Regions from separate parts of the Hordeum vulgare genome. Here region 1 is linked to region 2. Evidence: chromatin contacts called from public Hi-C data. All regions are on one chromosome and are shown on one strand. Each heading gives the region's core, a stretch centred on a gene start, on an enhancer-like site or on the middle of the called end of the contact. The rest is flanking DNA. Distances are from core to core; before and after follow the strand shown.

Region 1 (4,067 bases), core at 871-3,370, 140 kb before region 2:
CACATATTGAGTTAAGGAAGACAATAATTATTATATGTTGCAACATTTTCTCCTTAATTCCCCACTGGGTTTGAAGAGTTTTGGCAACAGATCAAATATTATACTCCTCACATTTTCTCACAGTGTTTTGGAGGAGCTTTTAAGATTATAATGTGTACAAGGATAGCATGAATTAGGGGGAGTGTTGAGATCTAATTAACACATGTATTAAGGAGAATCTCCACTATCCCCTAACCGCCATGCACGAGGGAGGCGACTCTTCGCTCGTGTCTCTCCGGACCATCGCGTCTGTTGGATGCATCCTCTCGGGACTATAAATACTTGTACTCAATCATCAATAAAGACAATGGTTCACTTTACATCTCTCTCGATTGCCTCTCTTACTATTCTAACACAGACAACGCTCACCCCGAGCCTCGCACATGCGTATGCTCGGCTCATGCGAGGGACGCAACCTATATGTGCGAATGTCGCTGACAACCAGGCCCACACCCACCTGTCATACAATATGGTGCCCATGGGTGCGATGATAACCCTACAGGAAAGTGGCCCCGGTGCGCCCACAACCCATCCGAAGTAATAGAAATAGGACGACCGTACTTGCTGGTAGATCCGCAATCACATCACACCTGTTGTGGATCCCCGAGGAAAATCTGCAGGGTGGAGGGCAGCCATAGATATTGGATGGCGCGAAGCGTGCGAGGGAGGCATCGCCGAGAGGCGCGCCCGAAACAGAAAACGTGGATGCCTCTCTCAAGCGGCGAAGCCCCCAAGGAGGCGAGTACTCACAATCCTTGGGTAATGAGATTTAATTTTACGAAACATGAACTAGATCTATAATATGCGAACTAAAACTCAAAATATATATGATTTATTTGTTTGATTATTATATAGTTGCAAAATATTTATTAAGTATAAATAGCATAATACTCCCATGTGTTTCTAAATTTAAGTCTTTTTAGATATTTTAATACGAACTACATATAGATGTATATGAACGTATTTTGAAGTGTAGATTCATTTATTTTGCTTTGTACGTGGTTTATATTAAAATATCTAAAAATATTTAAATTTCGAAACGAAGGGAGTAGAATGGAAATTTCCATGCATGTAAGTTGAGATGAGGTTTTTTATGCATGGTTGCATGTTGTGGTGTACCTTTTTCGGTGCATGTTGCATGCTTAGTGGGCTGCATGTCAAAAAAAGAAAAAAGAAAGTCAATATTTGTACACAAAATGGAATATATCGGAGGTGGGCGGCGATTGAAACAAGCAGCAGGCACATATGACAGGTGCTCACAATCCGTTGCACTTATAGACCAACAAAAGAATGACAAGATCCAAGAAACACACACACAGACACACACAAATACCACAAACATCCACATAGCGCTTTGTAACACAAGGTGCAACACTCATTTTATTCCGAACGACCACGTGCAACACTTATGTACTGTTGCCACAGGTCGCTGACGACGCATGCACGCTGAATCGCCCGAGTGGGCAGGCAGTGGCTCACGGGTTGACGTAGATGTCGAGCTCCAGCAGGTCGGGGCGGACGGTCTTCCACAGCACGTAGCCTTTCGCCATACGGAACTGCCCCGTGCCGCCGACCACCGGCAGCTCACGCACCGCCACGCCGGTGTCGTCGCGCCCCATCACGGTCACCGAGCTCCCCGCGTAGGTCCCCGACGTGAGCACCACGTTCATCGTCACCATCAGCTCGAACCCTCCCTTGGAGGAGGCGACGATGTACTGCCCCTGCGCGCGCCCCACGGCCGCCGACGACGCCGACGTGCCCTCCGTCAGCACGTCGTCCATCACCACCGTGTTGCCGAAGTTGCCCCGCGGGCCGCGCACCACCATCATCGCGCTGTCGCCCAGCACGTCGTGCATGTACACGTGCAGGTGCGCCGACGCCCCGGCCGCTGGCCGCGGCGCCGCCACCGCCAGGATGACGACCACGGCTGCGGCGAGCGCAAAGGACGTGGGGTTGAGCTTGAAGCAAACCATGGCCGGGATGAGTGGAAGACAACAGTGCTTGCTACTACGTATCTCACTGTTGATGCAGCACGTTTGGGTTTGTTGGTTTGTTTATAATTAAAAACACTGTGGTATGGTTGCATTTGTAGTACGGGGGATTTGGGGGGCCATGGTCCCTTGGTCGGCCCTTGATAATGGACATGAGGTGTATTATTGATCGATCCAATTGCGCTGTGCACGTTAGGTTACACTAGAAAGGTTTGGCAAGCTTTGCGGTGTCACTGGTGTTGCTGAGTTTCTTAAAAAAAATTAGTCATTTTGTTTTATAATGTAAGAGAATTATTTTCTGAAAGTTGAACCTTTTAAGTTTGACTAAATTTGCATAAAGAAATATATCGAAATTTATAATATCAAATTGGTATTTTTAGACTAACCTTGAAATGAATTTTCATACATTTTTGTTTAATATTGGATGTCGATATTTTTGCTTAGAATTTGGAAGAACTAAAAAACATAGCGAATTAAAAGAATTGAATGGAAAAGCTTGAAAAGTTGTTGACTGGTCAAAATCGAATGGTTCAGTTATAACTTAAATACCTTCATTAATTGGGAGGCCTTAAAAAAAATAGAAAAACGCTTAAAATTAGCTGGCTGATTTCTTCCGAAAATCAACCACGTATCGGGCCGTCCAGTCGCAAAACAAACCAACGACTGGATTGAGCTGTCACGCTCTGCTCCCAACCACGTGGGTCCCTTTAGGGCGTTCTCTCTTGTTGAGTATTAATAAGTTAAAAAACAATTCGTTCGGATGATGCTGCTTTTCTGCTGCCGGTCTTTGCATGCAATCGTTGCATTGCCACCCATCACCACATCGCTTGCACGCCATCACCATTTGTCTAATGCCATGTCTCTCTTCTAATTATAATTTAATAAATAATTTTTAAACTTGTTTAATAGAAATATAGAAGCAATGAAACAAAAAGTGGGAATATAGAACACAATATTTTTATTTAAAAAGGATAAAGAACGCCAAGTTGATCCGCTGCTGCACGCATGACATGTGATGCTGCAAGGCCAACCCCACGGGTGCAAAGCCAAAAACATTCGAATGTTGCAACGGTTCACCGTCATATTTTTCCTCCTTGCAAAGTTGAACGGCGATGTTGTGGTGCTCCTGCAAGTCGAAGTTATGATGTTGCAAGCCGACCGACGACACTTAAAGCCGAACACACGTCATTGCAACCCGTACGCGTAACACTGCAAAGACTAGGTCAAAAGGGTGTTTGCAATGCGAGCGCAACTTGGGTCAATGTTGCAAACCCCAGAGTGCAACTTGAGTCATCTTGCAAATGGTCAAAAAAATCTTGGGAATCGATGGAGTATTTGCAACACAAGTGCAACATGGGGCATGTTGCGGACGGTTAGGAAACGCTTAGACGGCCAAGTAGTGTTTGCAACCTTGGGTCATGTTGCAAACCCTCGAGTGCAACATGGGCTATGATGCAAATGGTGAAAACGCTTGCACAATCGTGGAGTATTTACAACACAAGCATGACACGGATCATGTTGGAAACTCCCGAGCACAACATGGACCATGTTACAAACCGTCGAGCATAACATGGCTCATATTGCAACCGAATATAATAAGTTGTGATGATCAAGGAGTGTTTGCAACGTAAACACAACATGTGTCATGTTGCAAACCCTCGAACGCAGCATGTGATGTGTTGCAAATGATGGGTCACGGCTAAACGACCAACGCGGCACAGGTGAAACGACTAACGCAACAATGTAAGCTGAACATTAGATATTGCAAGGCTAGCACGCGCTGCTGCAAACAAGCACCACTATCTTCTTTACAAAGCAGAGCACCATGTTGCAAAGCTAGTTGTGGTCTTGCAATGTGTGTTGTTGCTACAATGAATCGTTCCCCAAATAACATGCGGCGATTATGCGTATTTTTCTAGGGGTAGAGTTCCAATGTGATTTCATTGTTGTTACACGACATGAATTAACTTGTTATGTTGCGGTCATTTTTTGAATGGTTTTTTTTACAATAAATTAGCATTTAGTGCCCACATACCT
Region 2 (4,176 bases), core at 1,571-4,070:
GTTGCCCATACCTTATTGTTTTTTGTATGTACTACAATTCAAACAATGCATGATATGGTTCATGCCACCTGTGCTTACCGTGCAGTACTCCTGACGAACGATAAGTCAGAAATGAACGGGGCACCAACATTGACAGTGCTCTTGCATTAGTATTCAGACATTATTTCTCAACAAAGGGTACTTTATCAACTCATAATGTCATATCAAGCGCATATAAACAAAACGAGCTCACACCCAGCCTCTATACAACTACTCCCTCCGTTCCTAAATATAAGTCTTTTTAGAGATTGCACTAGTGGACTACATACGGATGTATATAGACATACTTTATAATATAGATTCATTCATTTTGCTCCGTATGTAGACCACTAGTCAAATCTCTTAAAAGACTTATATTTAGGAACGGAGGGTGCAGGAAGCATGCACCAAAGTATTCAGATAATTGTATCGGACGGCCCTTGCGTTTTCTCATGTCGTTCTGTAGTTCTTTGACAGATATACGCGGCAGCACACGCTTTCGGTCCAGTATGTTTGTGCAAAGGGGAAAGAACAACACTACCAGCATGAAAGGTTGGGCTAATTACATCCCGAATAAAAGGATTCATGATAACTAGTATATACGCCACCGTAACCAGATACAAAATCTAATCATCAACAAAATTACAATTTATGTGAGTCACCTATTCATGTAATTACATCCCTCTTCCCAAGAATCCCACCCATTCAGCGTGCCGATACCCCGGGATCAACTTAGAAACTTTACCTGCCAGAAACAAGATGGTGTCTAGGAGGACATACAACATGCTGCCTTGGCCGTAGGGGCCGGCTCCTGGCCTGGGATGATAACTTTCGTTCCTTTCAGCAAGCTCGAGTTCCCGCCGGAGTTAGCCTCATCGTTGGCCACAAGGTTTTTCTTGCTGACAGTGCGGTATATCTCCTCGAGGCCGGTCATGAAGGCCTTCTCCACATTGGTAGCCTCAAGAGCGGACGTCTCCATGAAAAAGAGGCTCTCGCGCTCGGCGAACTCCTTGGCATCCTCTGTCGGGACAGCCCGGAGGGAGCCCAGGTCCGACTTGTTCCCAATGAGCATGATGACGATGTTCTTGTCGGCATGGCTTCGCAATTCCTCGAGCCACCGCGCCATATGATCGAAGGACTGACGCTTGGTCATGTCATACACTAGCATAGCTCCTACTGCGCCTCTGTAGTAGGCACTTGTTACTGCTCGGTACCTGTTACCACATTCGGTGCAGCTGGTTTAGATGCTGAAAGTGAACATTCAAATAAGCAAGCGAGCTGGGGTGGGCTATTGTTACTGTTACGACGCATTTGCAACAACAAACAGCATCTTTCAGTTGCAAAATTAACAAGATATTCATGACTGACTAAACTGCCAGACCAATTACTGTTATAGTAGGTGCCAAAAGAAATTTTACTATAGGTGCCATAAGCTGATGCCGAGACTTATCATCTGACCTGCTGAATGTGCAATCTACTTCTTCTGTGTTGTATTCCTGAGAGATTGGTTCAAGATTTTCGGCAGATTATAATCTTACCCCTAACTGAAAAAACATAATTCTACTCCCTCCGTTCCAAAATATAAGACCTTTTTAGAGATTGCATTATGGACTACATACGAAGTAAAATAAGTGAACCTACGCTCTAAAGTAGTAAAATCTCTAAAAGGTCTTATATTTAGGTACGTAAGGAGTATATGATAAAACTAGGTAACTGTAAGTTCTGATAGGTGTCAAAATGTAAGGCAAGATATTCTGATGCAACTGCCTGATCCACATTTGGACCGCACAAACATCAAATTTGTTACCATGGAGACATTTGTGTTGTTGTAAATGAACAGACAGTGCGTAACATCTGTAGTAGTACTCCGTATGCCAATTCTAAACATAATTTTCAGCTGAGGACAGGTCATGAGAGCAAACAATAATTTCCTTTTAAAGCAGCAGACAGTGGATCAATTCCATCATAATTGCGCTTGCGCACACAGAGCAACCAACAAGGCCGTCGTTTCCCCAGAGACAGTACAATGACAAATCCATCACTTTCCCACTCAGCAATCCTAGTTCATTCATAACCATAACTAGAGAACCAGACAAGAAGATAAGAGTAAATTGATGGTGGGTTTGATTAGTGATTAGTGATTTAAGTAGAGTAGTACCTCTCTTGTCCCGCGGTGTCCCAGATCTGGGCCTTGACGGTGCGGTTGTCGATCTGGAGGGTCTTGGTCTGGAACTCGACGCCGATGGTGGCCTTGGAGTCGAGGCTGAACTCGTTGCGCGCGAACCGCGCCAGCAGCTGCGACTTGCCGACGGCGGAGTCGCCGATGAGCACCACCTTGAACACGTAGTCGATCTTCTGCCCCATCTCCCCGTAGCCGCCGCCACGAGACATCTCCCTCCCTCCCTCTCTCTCTCTCTCTCTCGGCCCTTACAATCTCTCCGCCTCAAACAGCAAAGGCTAGGCGAGCAGGATCTCCTGTCGGGATCCCGGCGCCTGTCCCCTTTCTCCTTCCTCCTGGCTACTGAAATCGCAGGACTGGCTGTTGCATCAAGAAGGCGGAAAGCGGAGGGAGGGAGGGAGAGGAGCAGGCGGGCGGTGGGTGGGGTGGGATTGGCGAAGCGCTGATTTGTTGTTTGGAGAAGAAGAAGATGATGGCGATGATGATGGTGGTGGTGGCGGCGGCGATGATGATGAAATTGGTTTGGTTTGGTTTGTTTAGTGTTAAATTATGGAGGAGCAGCAGTGTTGTGTTGAAGCGATCAACAGGAAAGCACATGAAGTGGAAAATCAGCTGCCAAGACGTGCTCAACCGTCAACGGCCCCGCCACCAACACCACATGTACCAAAATGTACCGGCGTTGTTGTTGCCTTTCTCTTGTTCTTTTAGTGGAAAATAATAAAATAAATGAACTGCAAGGCTCATCTCAAATCGAATGCCTTTCATGGTACTTTATATTTCGGGCAAAAGGATAAACTGCGACGGACACATCATGCTCATCAATCAAACTTATCATCCTCAGCTAACGTAATTAGTAACAATACTAAACCGACAAGCGTTTGCATTTTCTTCTTTTTTTGATTTTTTTTACTGTCTCCTATGGGGATTTGACGATGAGGGGCATAGTGATCTTTTGGTGTCTACATGTCATAGTTCTCTATCACACCACCGTCTAGGATGTTTCTAGGTGTTGCTGACACCGCACAACCCTCTTCATCTAAAAAACACCCTCACAACCCTCTTCCCTACACAACACCATGCACAAGTTGCCGCCGCCACCGCACCTCGCCGTCAGCCCCTACACTGACTACCCCTGCGCCAGCGTGTTCGGATCCCTCGGATTTGATTTACCTATTTCCCGAGACGTCATGGTCGGCACCGCCCACCCCTTCACTACCCCGTGTCGTTCCTCTGGTGTCACCACCGCCCCGCTTTGCCTCGCTTCTCACCTCCCAGTCAGGTCAGCCGCGCCGTCTTACCACATCCGGCCACGAGCAACTCGACACTCTTGGTGGTCCTGTGAGGCCTGCACTGCTGGCCACTTATCTCGAAAGAGGAGGAGGAGGCAGGAGTGGCAAAAGTTTTGTTAACCTGATCATGATAGCGCAAGTCCCAAATAAGTAAGCAAAGGTATGAAAAATTGCTATCATGCTGCTAACGTTGTTCACTTCACTATAGAGCTAAGGCCCTTACTGTTAGCCAAATGTACTAACTGAACCTTATTTCAGTTCTTCGATTCAGAGATTCAGGTACCTCCATCCACAACCACTCCATCCCCGCGCTCCTCCTACTTGGTGTACGCGCCTGTGCGAGGAGGATAGCTGATGCTACCGCTGTCGTCCACCTCGCCTGCTCCTTTCCTGACACCCAGCAAGCCGCAATAAACAGCTGTAAGCCGATGGCAGCAAGCTAAGAACTATATGGTGAAAGCAACACCAAGGTATGTTTCCTTCTATTTTCTTTCGGATCTATTATTTCCACACGGGTCTCGGTAAAATTAGAGAATCAGGACATTGATCAGCATGAGGAAATGAAGATACATATTGTTTCATTCACATCAGTAGAAAACATAGTTTTGTAGTTGTCCTCAATTTTTTCAGTGCTGAGGATTTTTTTGTGGACTAGGCGATTAGATCTAATGGATTTAATTATATAGATGT

What was found. Hi-C and Micro-C count contacts between places; a contact is called where the count stands out from the background.
Region 1: a Hi-C map of seedling shows a contact between it and region 2, with 4 times the contacts expected there. The contact joins the promoter of LOC123397171 here to the promoter of LOC123452574 in region 2. A contact is called at or near these places in 2 of 6 Hi-C or Micro-C datasets (leaf and seedling) and 1 of 1 datasets of contacts at active chromatin or transcription factors (embryo).

The regions. Positions count from the first base shown.
Region 1 is chr5H:374,226,810-374,230,876 of MorexV3_pseudomolecules_assembly, reverse strand. LOC123397171 (dirigent protein 2-like) reads right to left here and starts at 2,120. Exons shown (of 1, transcript XM_045091822.1): 1 at 1,263-2,120. The coding sequence starts at 2,012. The coding sequence ends at 1,515.
Region 2 is chr5H:374,083,611-374,087,786 of MorexV3_pseudomolecules_assembly, reverse strand. It overlaps LOC123452574 (ras-related protein RGP1), which reads right to left and starts at 2,820. Exons shown (of 2, transcript XM_045129251.1): 1 at 2,177-2,820; 2 at 557-1,232. The coding sequence starts at 2,409. The coding sequence ends at 785.